Regions from separate parts of the Mus musculus genome. Here region 2 is linked to region 1. A link is a contact called in public Hi-C data. All regions are on one chromosome and are shown on one strand. The core of a region is the stretch at or near the end of the contact, and the rest is flanking DNA. Distances in the headings are between cores, read along the strand shown. Region 1 holds the start of Ly6k (lymphocyte antigen 6 complex, locus K). Region 2 has its middle 20 kb from the start of Gm39556.

Region 1 (3,629 bases), core at 447-2,946:
TCCCTCTCACTTCTCTCTTGCCCTCTTGGGCTTTTCTCTTCCCCCTCTCTCCATGTGTTCATGGCAGCCTCTACTTCTCTTCTCTTCTCTTCTCTTCTCTTCTCTTCTCTTCTCTTCTCTTCTCTTCTCTTCTCTTCTCTTCTCTTCCCTTCCTCTTCTCTTCCTCTTCTCTTCCTCTTCTCACTTCTCTCTCTCTCTCACTCTCTCTCTCTTCCCTTCTCTGCCTCTACTACACTCTTAACTCTCCTCCCATGCCCTGAATAATCTCTATTCTATACTATTCTATACTATATCATTGTGTGGCTGATCCCTCAGGGGGAAGGGATGCCTTGGCATGGGCCCTCTGAGACATCCCCTTCCCACACCTCACCAAACCCCCAAAGAAAATGTCTTAATATCTCTATCTTTTTATAATCACAACAATAGGTGTTTCTCCAAATTACACACACACACACACACACACAGAGAGAGAGAGAGAGAGAGAGAGAGAAACTTTGTGGTGTTACTGAGAGGTGAAATCCTTGGGGACTGGCTAGGCCATGAAGGCTCCTCTTGGGCATGGTTTTGCTGAGTGTAAGTTCAACCCTTCCTTCTTTCTACCATGTAATCAAACCTAGACGGTACCATCTAAAAAACAACAAGTCCTCAGTAGACATAGAGACTCTTGGCACCTTGATCTTGGGGATTTCCAGCCTCCATGGCTGCAAGCATAAATCTCTGTTGTTTGTACACTTCTTCTCTAGCATTTAGTTAGAGTTGCCCAAGGAGGGTGGGACACACAGTACAAAATACACACTCTACTTGTTAAAAGTACTGGCAGCAAATGGAAAATGGGAAAAGGTGAATTTTCATCATCACCACCAACAACAACAAAAACAACAAACTAATCTCACCATGAAGAGAGCAATAGGAAAATGGACCACAAACACTAGAAATAAGATACTTGTTCAGCCCAGTTCATTAAAAATGCAGACTAAAATATATACCAGGATCCTATTTGCACTGATAAGAGAGACTCCAGACAATAGATAAGAATGCTGTTTACTTAAAAACAAATAGTGTACATATTATTACCTATGTTTATCATAAGGACAAAGTTATCCACTGATCTATCAATCAACTTGGGCATAGTGGTCTAAGTTGCAAATACATCTAACCCTTTGACTTTCCACCTCACTGGTGGGAAGCTGCCCTTGTACATACACTGAGAGTGACATTCTAGACAATACAGTACTGCCTATAACAAATTCTTCCAAAAAACTTATTTCCTATCTTAACGGAGACTGTTTAAACATGCTGAGCTAAATTCTGGCTAGGGAATTCATGCAACTGTGGAAAATAAAAAATAAAAATAAAAACATTATCACAGGACCGTGGGGAGAAAGCAGGGTCAAAAGGAGGCAAGAGAAATGGGAACGGGTTTGGCTGGAGTTCTCTAGGGGACAGCTCAACGAAAAAAATCTGCAGACGCGCTTCCTGTGCCAGTCTGAAGGAGCTGTGTTCCCGTAAACCCGTCGATCTAGTAGCTTGCGCATGTTGTGTTCGTTCACGGAACTAATCTGAACACAGGCTCTGGCACCACATCTTGTCAGAGTGGGGCTGTCTGGTGTCTGGCTGCCAGGAAGAAGGTTCTTGCTAAGATGTGAGTAACTATCGTGGGGTCAGGCAGAGGGCGCTGTTAGCTGGGTGTCTTGCAGACTCTGAGCTCTCCGTCCTCCCTGGGCGGACCTCAATGAGACGCGGAGGCTGCGGGAGCCGGAATGTTCCAGAAGGGGACCAACGGCACCCTGTAGGGGGCAGTGTGGGAAGAGCGACCCCAAACTAGCTGAGTCTCCGACTTCGCCAGTCAGACGCAGGGACCCGTGGACACGCTGAGGCACGGGCTGCTGAGGAAGTGAGTGTGGTTGAGGGTTGCCAGCAAATTAACCGTTCGTTTCAAGGGCCGGCAAGCGGTCCAGAACATCGACTATCTGGGGTAGAAAGTGTGAGAAAGATTCTCCACGGTGTGAGGGCTTGGAAGTCAGCGGAACATAGAGATAGGGAGGCCAGGGGCAGCGGCGAGGTGGGGGGTGGGGCTGGCATCCAGACCAGGAGAGGGAGCGTTCCGTGCCACGCGGGACTGGGGACTTCAGTGAACAGAGCTAGCCACTCGCTCCTTTCCTCAACAGGACCAGGCATCCTCTGGAGATGGCGTTCCTAGTGGCCTTGCTCGTAGTTCTGGGCTTACAGTTGGTGCAGAGTAACGGTAAGTACTGATCCCTAAGCCCCTAGAAGATACAATATGGCGAAGGTTAGGGGCTCCAGAGAGAGTCCATTGTGGTAAGGGACACTAAAGTTCAGGAATGTGAGATTCAAGGTCATGAAGCTACAGCTGGACATTGGGGATGGGATGGGGTGGGCTGGATGTGCTTCTGATCTGGAGTTTCCTCTAGGGGCAAGCATGGTTTGCTCATTCCCAGAGGCTCCTGGTCTGTCTCTCCCATCGACCTTCCTTCTTGTGAAGAAGTCCTAGAAAACCAAGACCACCCTGGCCTTGGAGCTTTAACATGCCTGGGGATGGGCAATTCGTGGGAGAGGGTGCCCCTATTGCCTTTCCCAAAACTGAAAGCTGCCCTAATCCTGACCCAGGAGAGATTCTATTGCCCATCTAAGATGAGACCTGGAAACAGGCAGAGTGGAGAAGGAGTAAGGGTGGCTGCGGAACCCTGGGGTTGAAAGTAAAGGGTGGTGTGAGAATGGATGTCCTCTGGCATCTTGATCCCAGAGTGTCTGCTTGAGAATTTGGGTTCATGCAGTGTTTCCAGATGTGAAACACTGTCCAAAAATGAAACACCCAATGGAAAAGAGAGGGAGCCTCCAGACAGAGGCGCCAAGGCCAGGCAGCATGCACAGACTGTGGGCGTGGGGAGAGTGGGGACTCACTGGACTTGGTGGCCACATGGAACAGGATGACAGGTTTAGTACTGCAGGATGAACAGTAGTCTCATTTTCTCTTCTTTGCTCTCCAATGTTCCACTCGTGGGCTCACAGCGCTCACCTGCCATGTGTGTGAGGCGCAGAACAGCTATGCCTGCTCGAATCCGTCCCAGTGCCCTGGAGAAAAGAAATTCTGTTTGTTGGCCGTCACACGTAAGTGTTGGTTCATTCTGGGTTTTTCCTTGGGTCCTGTGGGCAGAACAAGAAACACTTTTAGGAATAGGAGCTGTCCAATCAAAGGTGACCTTTAAAAAAAACAAAAAACAGAGAAACAGGGGCTAGAGAGATGGCTCAGAGGTTAAGAGCACTGACTGATCTTTCAGAGGTCCTGATTCAAATCCCAGCAACCACATGGTGGCTCACAACCATCTATAATGAGATTTGATGCCCTCTTCTGGTGTGTCTGAAGACAGCGACAGTATACTTACATATAATAATAAATAAATCTTTATAAAAACAAAAACAGACAAAAAAAACAGAGAAACAGACAAACAAACAAACAAATAAACCACATGAGAGGAATGCTCCGAGAAGCAAGTGTAGGCCTCAGCACTAGGTAGCGTGAGCCAGGCAGAGGTGCAATAGCAGCAGTTGGTCAAATGTATTAAAAAATGCCAGGAGAGTGGCGCAGCTTTATCTTCAATCTATATATA
Region 2 (3,629 bases), core at 348-2,847, 110 kb before region 1:
TGGTCCCCTGTTGTTGAAATCATTTAAGCTTTGAGGTTTAAAAATATCATGTTATTCCTAGTGATCTTTCTCTACCCCATGTTGGTGGATCAGATGGAAGCTCTCAGCTACTACTCCAGTGCCATTCCTGCTTGGTGCCATGCCCCCTGTCAAGATAGTCTTGGACTCACCCTTTGAAACTCTAAGTCTAATGAACTATTTCTTCTATAAGTTGTCTTGGTCATGGTGTGTCTTATTATGGCAATAGAAAAGCAACCAAGACACCTTCTGAGTACAACCTATGATAGTACTCCAGGCTGTCAGTCAGTCTTGAAGATTTAATCCACGTGAGCAGCTGAAGATGCAATCTGATGACAGGAGAGCCATCCACAGGGAGCTGCACATTCTGCTGGCTCCACGAGGCATAGGAAGACATACGTTTAGATTTCTTCAAGCTTCCTAGATGAAGGCCAAGGCCAAGAGCAGAGCCATATGAGAACAGTCACACTCATGACTAAGACAGGAAGAAGATAGAGTCCAAGGCCACCAATGATCAAGACTTGTGGAAGTCTAAATGTCAAGGAGAAAACGAAGACGAAATATGACCAGGGACACAGTATGGGCAGAGGCTGACATCAAATGATACTCTCTGGGATTGGGACCAAGCCAAAGCTAAGGGCAAGGCCAAATGAACTCAGCAGCCAGGCTGGCAAAGTAGACTAGCATTATAGACTGGGAGTCTCAACTCAGTGACCCAGAGATTTCACAGTCTAGTGAGCAGGGTTGGATCAGCCTGAGGCTGGGGTAGAATTAAAGTAGACTATAGTGTGCTTGTATATGTCTGAGTGTGTGTATGCACATGTGTTTCATAATTTTTTTTCTTAGTTGGTTGTTAAGACAGGGTCTTATGTAGCTCAGGCTGCCCTCATACTTGTATATAGGCTAAAGCTGGTCTTGGACTCCAGATCTTTCTGCCTCCATCTCCAAAATTTTGCAACCAAAATGTATTAGTCAGGCTCCTTTAGGGAAACAAGCCAATAAAATGTATGTAAATGGAAATCATCAGATCCACCTGTGAGACTGGAAAGTTCCAAAGAAGGTGTGTTCAGAGCTGGGGAAGCTATCATCAAAGCAATGAGACTCAAGACTACAGAAAATGTGATCCAGCCAATGCCTAAAGGCCCCAAAGTCCCCTGGGGGTCCAATGGCTCAAGTTCATGCTCAAAGACAGAAGCATGACGTTTCCACGACTGAAACGGAGTTGCGTGGGGAGGAAGAGTCATTCTTTCCCCTTTCTTACAGATTCCTGCTCCATCGGGACACCCAGCCTGTTGATGTCGGACCTCAATGGGGAGCACACCTCCCCCCACTACATGATTCCTGAAAACATGTCACAGACACACTAGAGAAGACCCTGGTCAATTCTTTAGGACTGTGTCATGACTTTCCCTGGGGAGATGTGAACACATGCTTAATTGCCTAAAATAGGACACAGGTGACAGAGTAAAAAAAGAAAACATTCTATTGAAGCTTGGCGAGTCCCTTGGGGGTTCCTTACAGGAGCACCGGTAACCAAATGGCAGCTGCATTGCCCCTACCCAAAGCCACAGAGTTAGCTCATAAGGTGTCTATTGGTTTCCTTGAAGTAAACGAATATAACAGATCTCAGATGTCCCACGGGCCGTCACAAAACCAAGCAGAACTTTTGCGGTTTCCACTGGAAACATGGCTGACACAGGTGGCCTCCAGATCTCCCAGTTTCCCCCAGAAACAGGCTTTGAGGGCTCATTATTCTAGCTCCGTTGTTGTTCCCACAGTCTTCAAGATTTGTTAATACTTATTTTTTATCTGGTGCAAATTTTTTATTCTTTTTTTTATTAGAATTTTCTTCATTTACATTTCAAATGCTATCCCCTTTCCTAGTTTCCTCTCCGAAAGACCCCTATACCACACCCCCCCCATGGCTTCATGGTTAAGAGTTGTTGTTGTTCATGGTTCATTGTTGGTATTGAAGAGGACCTTGGTCTAGTTCTCAGTACCTATGTAATTACTTTCTTATTTTTTTATTAGATATTTTCTTTATTTACATTTCAAATGCTATCCCGAAAGTTCCCTATACCCTCCCCCTTCCCTGCTACCCTACCCACCCACTCCCACTTCTTGGTCCTGGTGTTCCCCTGTACTGAGGCATATAAAGTTTGCAAGACCTAGAGGCCTCTCTTTCCACTGATGGCCAACTAGGCCATCTTCTGCTACATATGCAGCTAGAGATAGGAGCTCTGGGGGTACTGGTTAGTTCATATTGTTGTCCCACCTATAAGGTTGCAGACCTTCAGCTCCTTGGGTACTTTCTCTAGCTCCTCCATTGGGGGCTCTGTGTTCCATCCTATAGATGACTGTGAGCATTCCACTTCCGTATTTGCCAGGCACTGGAATAGCCTCATACGAGACAGCTATATTAGGGTCCCTTCAGCAAAATCTTTCTGGCATATGCAATAGTGTCTGGTTTTGGTGGCTGATTATGGGATGGACCCCCGGGTGGGGTAGTCTCTGGATAGTCCATCTTTTTCTCTTAGCTCCAAACTTTGTCTCTGTAACTCCTTCAATGGGTATTTTGTTCCCTATTCTAGTGGTGCAATTATTTATTTATGCTCGTGCCATTAATTTTTCTTAAAAACTTTTTTTTTCATTAAAAACTTGTTTTGGCTGGGCAGGCAGTGGTGGCACAGAAGGCAGAGACAGGTGGCGCTCTGAGTTCAAGGTCAGAGCAAGCTCCAGACCAGCCAAGACTACACAGGGAGACCCTGTCTAGAAAAAAAGAAACAAACAAAATATATACTTCATATGGATGTTTTGCCTGCACGTACATGCATTGCCTGTGGAGGCTGGAAGAGAACCCTGTATCTCCTGGGACTGGAGTTACAGATGGTTGTGAGCTGCCTTGTGGGTGCTAATGTGTTTATAAAAAGATAAAGAGAGGAGGGGATATGTTTTGGTGGAGGTATAGTCAGGTGTGGGGGGAGGGGTGCCTCGGTGGGCCCATGCTGAGGCATCCCTTTCCCCTTAGAGACCACCCATAGGATGGTATAATATAGAATACAGTTTATTCAGGGCATGGGGAGGGGAGTTAAGAGGGTAGTAGAGGCAGAGAGAAAGAGAGAGGAAGAGAGGGAGGGGAGAGAGAGAGAGAGAGAGAGAGAGAGAGAGAGAGAGAGAGAGAGAGAGAGAGAGAGAGAGAGAGAAGGGGGAAGGGGCAAGGAGACAGAGCAGGAGCAAGAAGGCAAGAGCAAGAGAGAGAGGAGGGGGCAAGCAGCCCCTTTTATAGTGAGTCAGGCAAGCCTGACTGTTGCCAGGCAACTGTGGAGGTGGAACTTAGACAGATTGCTAACAGGTGCTGGGAATCAAACCCTTCTCTTCTGTAAGAACAGCCAGTGCTCTTAACCCCTGAGCCATTTCTGTTTTTGTTGTTTTTTGAGACAAGGTCTCGTATAATCTAGTCTGGTTGCTTCAACTTCTGATCCTCCTGCCTCCACTACCCAAATACTGGGATTATAGGTGTGTACCACTACACCCAAAATTTATAATTAAATTTTAAAAATTATTTATTACATTTATTTGTGTGTGTGTGTGTGTGTGTGTGTGTGTGTGCA

Evidence for each region. A called contact is a pair of places that touch in the nucleus more often than the background predicts.
Region 2: a Hi-C map of B cells shows a contact between it and region 1, with 60 read pairs. The contact joins the enhancer-like site here to the promoter of Ly6k in region 1. A contact is called at or near these places in 1 of 39 promoter capture datasets (liver), 1 of 484 Hi-C or Micro-C datasets (B cells), 3 of 115 datasets of contacts at active chromatin or transcription factors (double positive thymocytes, large pre-B cells and regulatory T cell precursor) and 2 of 9 other capture datasets (liver and pancreatic islet).

The regions. Positions count from the first base shown.
Region 1 is chr15:74,798,035-74,801,663 of GRCm38.p6, reverse strand. Ly6k (lymphocyte antigen 6 complex, locus K) reads left to right here and starts at 1,696. Exons shown (of 4, transcript NM_029627.2): 1 at 1,696-1,894; 2 at 2,169-2,245; 3 at 3,031-3,129. The coding sequence starts at 2,188.
Region 2 is chr15:74,904,264-74,907,892 of GRCm38.p6, reverse strand. No RefSeq gene overlaps it. Among named protein-coding and RNA genes, the nearest start is that of Gm39556, 20 kb to the left of the region's middle. Within about 2 kb of position 1,597, at least 41 of the 459 cell types and tissues checked have an H3K27ac peak or open chromatin away from gene starts, as enhancers often do. A contact at or near this core is called in B cells and double positive thymocytes, where this site is marked.